3 separate regions of the Mus musculus genome follow, and all the other regions are linked to region 1. A link is a contact called in public HiCAR-type and Micro-C data. All regions are on one chromosome and are shown on one strand. The core of a region is the stretch at or near the end of the contact, and the rest is flanking DNA. Distances in the headings are between cores, read along the strand shown.

Region 1 (2,700 bases), core at 131-2,630:
AGAAGTGTGTAAAAAAAAAGCACTAACTTCAAAACTTAATAATTTCTAATGCATACAAATCTAAAATGTGCACTTGAAGCCAACTCAAAATTAAATTGCATAGTTAGCATACTATAAATGCAGCAGGCTATCTAGGTGGGAAACACTTCTTTCCTTTCTGTTCATCTTCTTTTTTTCCTTTTTGTCATGCTCAGATTGACTGTTCTTTTATTATTCCTGTCTGTTGTGATCAAACTGAATGTATATAATTAAAATTAAAAAAAAATCTCTAGTTGAAGAGATGGCTGAGCAGATGAAAGTGTTTGCTAAGCAAGACTGACACTCAGAGTTCAATCCTGGAAACCACTGGTAGTTGATAACCGCATTAACACTCTGGTCTCTCTTGACCTCACAGGCTCACATATTAAAAAAAAAAAAAAATGCATTCTACTTACTTGGGCTACGTAAACTAACCCGTTGAGGGAATCAACTGCAACACAAAATGTTGCACCAGTGAAGTATTCCGAATTCTTGGGCCAACCCAAATCCAGCCGGAAAAGAGGGTCCTCCATTCTCCAGGAAACGTGAAAAGAAAATGTCCTTGAAACCTCAAATAAAATCAAAATACTCAGATTCAGTTCGACAACCAGAAGGTAGCCGGAAATAAGATTGTATATCTAAAGATCAAAACAACCATAAGAAAAGTCTAATGATGACTTAAGAGTGTAGTAAGAGCTGGGGAAAATCCAGTGTGTGTGTGTGTGTGTGTGTGTGTGTGTGTGTGACTTAAGAGTGTAGTAAGAGCTGGGGAAAATCCAGTGTGTGTGTGTGTGTGTGTGTGTGTGTGTGTGTGTGTGTGTGATGTTTACTTATTTTTATTTAGACTTGTGTGCATGAGCTCGGGTGAGTTTATGTGCACCATGTGCCCACAAAGGCCAGAAGAGGGCATCAGGCTCCCTGGAACTGGAGTTACAGTGAGAGAGTGAGCCTTCAAGTTGGTGCTGGGAATCGAACCTGAGTCCTCTGAAAAAGCTGCTCGAGCTCCCAACCTCCGCGCCACCTCCCCAGCCCCACGTGCATTCTTTTTACACTAAATGAGAGGACGAGTCGTCAGCTGCTGAGCCCCAGGGGAGCAGGTTTGGGACCCCAGGGGCTGTACCCCTCGGTGGCACCCACACCCACAGCCTTCTGCCTGCTATTTACCAGCGAGCCACAGAAGCGCGAATGCAAAACCAGACAGGAAAGGAAGAAGGCGGCGCCCGCCAGGCAGACCCAGGCTCTCGCCATCGCGAGGGTCTGGGAGGCGAAAGTCAGCGAGGCCTGAAGCCGGCTCTAGGGCAGAGGCAGACTAAAGCACCGGGAAACTCGACCGGAGAACCGCCGAAGACTAATTCCGGGTGTCCTGCTCCTTGCTCCGCCCCGAGTCAGGCGCCCAGCGAGTGACCCTGGTCCCCACGCCGAGGTGCTCCTGGCCACTAGGATGGCGGCGTCCGCAGATCTTCCTGACCTACTTACTCTTCGCTCCTTTAAACTCACTTTCAAGAAGCAAAACAGAGCACCGAGAAACTGAAGAGTTAGGGGATCGTGACACTAAAACAATGACTACCACGCTCCGAAAAGGACTTTAGTCACGTCTGCTCCACAAGCATTCAGGCTTCTGCCGTGGACGCCTATATTCCCACACTAGGACCCCGCCCCCCCCCCCCGACGCCCCAAACTAATCATTTGTGCAAAAGCGACTTAAGGTGGCGGTGCACCATTGCGTCTTGTGGGCGCGACACGCTCTATCAAAGGTCCCCTGGAGCTGGTGGGGCATTTAGGGGAGCACCCGCTGGGCGCCTGGCCGTATGAGCGCTGAGGTGCTCGAGAGCCTCCCTTCGCAAGGCTCTGGCCCCCTTCGTCCGGCTCCTAGTGCGCCCCGGCCGCCCGCCCGCTCCCGGAAGCTACGAAAGCCCGTAACAAAGGACCTGCGGGGGCCGCCGGTTGCCGGAGCTGCGGGACCCCGGGATCGGGCGGATCGGCGGGTCTGAGCGCCCGCGGGGCCACGTGTCCCGGATCACGGCGGTGAGCGGAGCGTGGCTCGGCGGCCTTCCCCGGAGCACCCGGCTGTCGGCACCCTCCGGAGCCCTGATTTCTGCAAACGCACAAGCCCGCTCTGCTCTGAGCAGCTGAAGCTTTGTGTGAAGAAGCTACTGAAGTCTGATTTTTATTTAAAAAAACAAACAAACAACAACAAAAAAAAACCCAACTTTTTCCAAGTTTTCGTTCTGGGATTTTTTGTTTTGTTTTGGTGCAGTTTGCAATACTCTACCTCCTCGCCTCCTTTCTCCTCCTGGTGTATTATCCACGAGACGAACCTGGGATGAGCGTTTTGTAATTGCAAGAACTGTGAGACGTCACGACGGAATAGTACTCAAGATGGACAAAAAGTCCTTTGAGACGGTGCTGGATGAAATTCGAAAGGTAATTGACCTTGTTCCCTGAAATTCGTCTGAGATAATAATGGTCGTGAGTTACTTTCTTTGAGGTGTTGTGTGTAGTCAGCAGAGGAACTTGAACTTTCCTGTGTAACGTAAGAACTTGCATCTTGGTCCGTTGCACCGCTTAAATAGAAGATAAACCACCTCACTGCTAAACTTGGGAAGTCATTGTGGTACGGGAATTACGTTTGTACTACCTACAGCCCCGGAGCCAACTGTAAATCCGTAATAACTGAGCTTT
Region 2 (2,706 bases), core at 152-2,651, 350 kb before region 1:
AGAAAAGGAACACATAGCAGCTGCCATTTGGTTTGGAGTCTGCAGGTCCCAGCATGCAATGGTGCAATTTAATGTGGGCCAGCGAGCATTGCTTGTAAGGACAGGCAGTTTCCGTGGGCTACCCCCAACAGGGAGGAAATGAAGCAAAACCAGGCAGTAAATTCTTAATGCATTGCACATACTATGCCCTGTGTTATTTTTAAACACAAAGCATACCATACGTGTTGGACTATATTTATGTTTACCGAAAGGTAGACAACTATGGGTTGAATAATTAAAGAAAATCTCTTCCAAGCATAAAAATGTTTATAAAGGAAATTATTTGAAAAGTGCAGGCATTGTTCAAAAAAAATTTTTTTTCAGTTTCTGTTTCCATTATATGTGTACTTCTTGGCTAGCCCGGAGCAGGGAAGTAGGCGCCATGCACTAAGCCATTTAAAATCTAAATCAGACTTTAATAAGGGAATGTCATGTTTCATTTAGAAGCCTCTCCTCACCTCCTTTTCTTGTGCTGTCAAGTGAGAGAAAAGCTAGCTTTATAATTACACGGCTGCCTCAGCTTCAGATAATATGTAAGGTCTCACGTTATTTTTCCACCCCCCCCCCACCTTGCTCTGTCTCCTTCCACCCACCCCACCCCCACCCCTGCTTTTATCCTGTGCTCCCTGCTTAAGGGCCTGACGGAATGATGGAAGTCTGTTGATTAAGATGCTGAACAGTTGTGGCCCTTATTAATTTTGGGGCGACAGGTAAAAAACTAAAATGAAAAATCAGATGGAACTCAACTTTGGCAAATGTCTTCTCTTCCCCTCTCATGCCTGGTGCTGCTCTTTAATCCATGTGTGTGTGTGTGTGTGTGTGTGTGTGTGTGTGTGTGTGTATGTGTGTGTGTGGCTGCTGTCTTAAATCATGATGTTTGAGACCAAAGGACCATTGGGGATCTCACCTTTGTTAAGAACTTGATAGGTGCTGAAGAGATGGTGCGGCCGCAAAGAGCACCTGCTTGATTCTGTTACTAAGGAAGTTTGTCCTTCTTTGAGGAAAAGCCTTTCAACATTTGGTGCATTTGGTCATCATGTAGCCTTGGAATGAAACAGGTCACCTGCCTGAAGGCCCCTTGGCTTTTCACAGTTTGTTCCTCTGTGCTAAACTTCTTTCTTTCACCAACTACACCTGAGACACTCCATTCCTCACTCCTTTCAAAACGTTCTGTCTGAATTTGGAGGATTTTTGCCTTAACCCTTACAGATAATAAGCTCTCAGAGAAGAACTTGGCAGATGCCTGACACAGTTCATACCCTGAATTCCATCAAAGTTCTCCTCCCAATTGCATGGGTAGAAGATTGTGCCCCATCAGATGTGGAAATAGCAGCCATTCCTGGGATGGTTCCCTGCTGATGTCATCACAAGATTGGCTCTAAACCATTTGTTTGACTCGGTGTTTCCTGTTACACTGGTTGGTGGACCCCTCCTTTCCCTTCTCACTTTAATTTGCACCAGTGCCCACAGGAAAATGTGAAGGAAGAAAAGGCAAGTCTCAGTTTGATCAAAAACAAAAGATCCCAGAAGGAACGCTGACCACTGAGGAAAATACAAGTTATTCTATTGTAATTGATAACAGCAGCTAAGGATTTTAGTTACCATTAACGTAATGAGTTCATTTCTGTAATTGGGCTAGTTCATTTCTGTTTGTTCAAGAGAGGTCATACATCCATTAGGAAATTGTGTATTTTTCTCTTAGCTTTTTATCTACATAGATGATTAGCAGATGAATATGTGAAGGGATATGATTATTTCCAAGTAAGCCTTAAATACTAAAATTAGCAATGTGATCATTAAAGACTATATCCCTCTATGTGTTGAGGAATTAACCTCCAGGTTCTCAGACTGCAACTGTCCCTGGTCGGTCGGTCTTCAGAGTGGCCTCTAACGTAGTTTGACAGTTGCTCACAGGGTGTGGGGAGATCAGGACCCGAAATGTTACAAAGATCTGTCTGAAAACAAAGGGAGGAGACTCTGTAAGCCACGGAACGTGGCTCAGAAGAAACCAACCCAACCCAAGTGTTTGATTTTCAGGCCCCCGAATTGCAAGAAGGGAAATCTGTTCTTTAAACCATACAGTGCGTGATGGTGGCTACAGATGCTTCTATATGCCACTACCCTGAGGAAAGGCTGACAGAATGAGTTGCAAACCATGAAGCCAGACTGAGATTAGAGAAGACAGATGATTTAAGAGCTCATAGGTTAACACTACAAACTCTTGGTCTATAATGATAAAGATGGGTCTTGGCTAGATTCTGCTCGTCTGAATTTATCCATCCAAAATAAAACCTACCCTTCCTATATAACAGTGCCGAAAGGCAGAGTCACAAAACATGATGATTAAGCTGCACTTTAAAACATTCTCTGCTATAACTAAGTGCATATAATTGAAACACATCCATAGTCCTGGTAGAAAGTGATGTGTCACCGGTCTAGACTCTGGTCTTTAGGTCTTTATTACAACTTTGCTATGCTCACCAAAACTAACCTTTTCCCGAAGTAATGGTAAATTAATAACATCTTGCCGTATCATTTTGTCATCTTTCTTATATTGCTATGGTCTACCATGTATTATTAGTCTCCTGAAGGACATCCCTCCCTCCTTGCCTTCCTCCCTTACTCTCCCTTCCCCCTCCCTTTCGCTGCCCACCCCCCCCTTCCTGC
Region 3 (2,700 bases), core at 140-2,639, 490 kb before region 1:
GATGGGACTCCAGCCATTCATACTGCCTCAAGATGCGCATGCACGTGGCCAGGCCTCACCTTGTGAGTTCTCCAACTGGAGAGCAGTCTGACAATTAGCACAAGGCAGTCGGGAAGGAGCAAAGCCAGCTTGTGTCTCTGAGCCCTCACCCACTAAAGTGTCGAGACTAATGAGGCATTTCCCACCCCCCACTAGAAAGCAGATAAATGTTAACTGATGTCATGAAGTGTTACTAACAAGACTCAAAACACGAAGAATGTTGATTGTAGGCATGGCTTAGGCAAGGGGATGGAGAGAGAACAGTCAAAAAGGCGAGAAACAAGAGGATGCATACGCCAGCTTCAACTCACCACACAGAACCCTGACTGTGGTCCATGGCCTTGAAAAGTAGGAAACATCGAGCCCAAGGGGAAGGTTAATTGCTCACCACAGGCCCACTAGCTTTCTTGACATCTCTACTGGATGTCCCTGATGTTTAGTGGTAGCGTTCGCTTCTGGGCCAGATCTGTTTCTATGCATGAATCAATGCTGCTCATTCCTAGGATAAGTTCAGGAGAGCAGAGCAGGAGGAGGAAGAGGAGGAGGAGGAGGAGGAAGAAGAGGAGGAGAAGGAGGATGAGGAGGAAGAGGAGGAGGAAGAGGAGGAGGAGGAGGAGGAGGAGGAGGAGGAGAAGGAGGAGGAGCATTTTAATTACAAGCAATTCAACCTGGCAAATAGAACTCTGAACCTGTCAGAGTCCCGGACTTCTGACCCGCTCCAAGACGGCCATCTGCTTTTGCTGTGGTGCTTGGGGAAGAGGTGCCCATGCAAGTTCCCACAGAGAGAGAGAATCTTGGATCAAATCCTTGGTGCTAACAAAGCCTCCGATCTGAATAAAAGTCTGTTGAGCTATGTAATGGTTCTGGTTTTGGAGCAGGGGAAAGCGGGGTGGTGTGGGAGTTGACAGAACCTGATTTGGGCCCATCTTGATGGAATGTGTGAATTACAAAGAGTCCTCTTGTTCCCTCAGATTTTCTGGTGCAGGCCAGGGTGGGCTGGATGCTGCTGCAGTCCTTTGGAAGGGTCTAACTGGGTTCCTGCTTTGGCTTTTCTTGAGTGCCAGAACACCCCAGAAGCCTCTGAATGGAGGTCTCGAAATGTTAGAAAATACGTTGGCACTCCTTTCCTTCCAGGCTGCCAGGCTAGAGAAGGGGTGGGGGTGTTGTTGCTGGAGGCATAGGAAGGTGAGTGTGATGTCAGCTGTGTCGTTGTGACTCAGCTGGAAAAGTGGCCCCACAGATCAAGCACCAGGCCTGGGACAAGGAGATAGGCAAGGAGGGCAGAGGTGTGTAGCCCAGCCAGAGTCTAGCCTGGCAGCAGCTGCTGAGTCTCAGCCCGGCTGCCATCAGCTATCAGGGATCCTAGGCGCCCCCCTCTGGTCAGTGAGGCAAGGGTTGGCTGCTAAATCCTGGTAGCAGTAACTTGGTATTTGAGCCTCGGTGCCGTTGGTACCTGACTGATAGCTCAGCAGAACGTGACTCCTTCGGCATACTTGGTAACTATCTGCACACAGCAGCGAGCTGTGGAGTTGAGGTTCTGCTCATTCCTCTGCTAACCACCCAAGTTCTATGAAAGTTTCTCAGGCTACTACTGGGTATGAATCAAACTTTGTTTTACACTAAGCTTAGGCTCGGGATTAAAGAGTTTTAAAATAAGCAAGATATCCACCACACGAGAAAAGTGCTTCCCTACTTGTTAAGGCGATAGAAACAAAGACAAACCTCCTAGAGGGAAACTGGTGCATCTAGTTATAACCTGGATTCTCATTTTATCTCAAAAAACCTGGGGGCTGGAAAGCAATGTGGCGTATAGCACCTTCCTCTTACATGAGGCAGTACTCCAGCTGTAAAATGGAAGACTAGCTCATCTCCAGTGTGTAAGATTCCAGGATCTTTTACAGATGAAAGTCATGTGCTAAAATCCAGTCAGAGCCAGCAGGTTCCAAGTCATCTGATTACAGACAGAAAGAAGAGAGACCCAATATGGCAGGAACCTCAGCGTGCTGTGAGGGTGTGGCCTGATGCACCAGTGGATCCTAGCAGCTGGCACCGCAGCCAGTAGTTCACAGAGAGACTGCCTTCATTGGCACCCATCTAATAGCTGAGGGCTGAGGCAATGAGAGAGGAGACACAGCGGGGGCAAGACAAGGAAATTATCTTTATTATCCATCCTTTGTAAGGAGGACATGTCTTTGCCATGCTTCCTTGTTAAAAAACACTAACGGCAAAAATGCAAACAGCATATTTCCAAGTGGATCACACCTCGGAGAAATAAGTCTAACTCAAACATGGAGAAGTAGATGAAAATACATAAAGCAAACAACAAACCGACTGAAAACAAAAATTCATGATTGCTGCAAAGGCTTATTAGCTCACAGATCAAACATCACAAAGGATACAGATGATTGCCAACGGCATGAATGAAGTTCTCATCTTAACATGTAGAATGCTTTACACAGTAACTACACAAGAGACTTCATTTCTTCATTCTAAAGAGGACAATTTACTATAATTATTGTATGCCAGAACAAGTACGCATAAAAAAATGCAAAGGATTGAAATACAGGATGTATTTTTGATGCAAAGAAATATAAAATGACAGAAATATTTATGTTTGTAAAATACATGCAATTAATCCAGGAAACATAAGAGATCACTATG

What was found. A called contact is a pair of places that touch in the nucleus more often than the background predicts. HiCAR-type assays count read pairs that join an accessible place to other places.
Region 2: a contact with region 1 is called in a Micro-C map of embryonic stem cells, with 1.7 times the contacts expected there. The contact joins the enhancer-like site here to the promoter of Nhlrc3 in region 1. A contact is called at or near these places in 1 of 15 datasets of contacts at CTCF or cohesin (the NIH/3T3 cell line), 3 of 484 Hi-C or Micro-C datasets (embryonic stem cells and nephron progenitors), 10 of 115 datasets of contacts at active chromatin or transcription factors (cardiomyocytes, embryonic forebrain, embryonic stem cells and 4 more) and 2 of 9 other capture datasets (adipose tissue and embryonic stem cells).
Region 3: a contact with region 1 is called in a HiCAR-type map of astrocytes, with 4 times the contacts expected there. The contact joins the enhancer-like site here to the promoter of Nhlrc3 in region 1. A contact is called at or near these places in 6 of 39 promoter capture datasets (the C10 cell line, cranial neural crest, embryonic stem cells and 3 more), 1 of 15 datasets of contacts at CTCF or cohesin (large pre-B cells), 21 of 115 datasets of contacts at active chromatin or transcription factors (the NIH/3T3 cell line, T-cell acute lymphoblastic leukemia, astrocytes and 16 more) and 3 of 9 other capture datasets (adipose tissue, embryonic stem cells and liver).

What each region holds. Positions count from the first base shown.
Region 1 is chr3:53,461,878-53,464,577 of GRCm38.p6, forward strand. Nhlrc3 (NHL repeat containing 3) reads right to left here and starts at 1,381. Exons shown (of 7, transcript NM_172501.2): 1 at 1,183-1,381; 2 at 435-587. The coding sequence starts at 1,266. Proser1 (proline and serine rich 1) reads left to right here and starts at 1,918. Exons shown (of 13, transcript NM_173382.2): 1 at 1,918-2,442. The coding sequence starts at 2,398.
Region 2 is chr3:53,108,685-53,111,390 of GRCm38.p6, forward strand. All of the region lies in intron 2 of Lhfp (lipoma HMGIC fusion partner), which reads left to right. Among named protein-coding and RNA genes, the nearest start is that of C130075A20Rik, 18 kb to the left of the region's middle. Within about 2 kb of position 1,402, at least 47 of the 459 cell types and tissues checked have an H3K27ac peak or open chromatin away from gene starts, as enhancers often do. A contact at or near this core is called in the NIH/3T3 cell line and embryonic stem cells, where this site is marked.
Region 3 is chr3:52,973,967-52,976,666 of GRCm38.p6, forward strand. No RefSeq gene overlaps it. Among named protein-coding and RNA genes, the nearest start is that of Gm30402, 17 kb to the left of the region's middle. Within about 2 kb of position 1,390, at least 32 of the 459 cell types and tissues checked have an H3K27ac peak or open chromatin away from gene starts, as enhancers often do. A contact at or near this core is called in astrocytes, forebrain and hippocampal neurons, where this site is marked.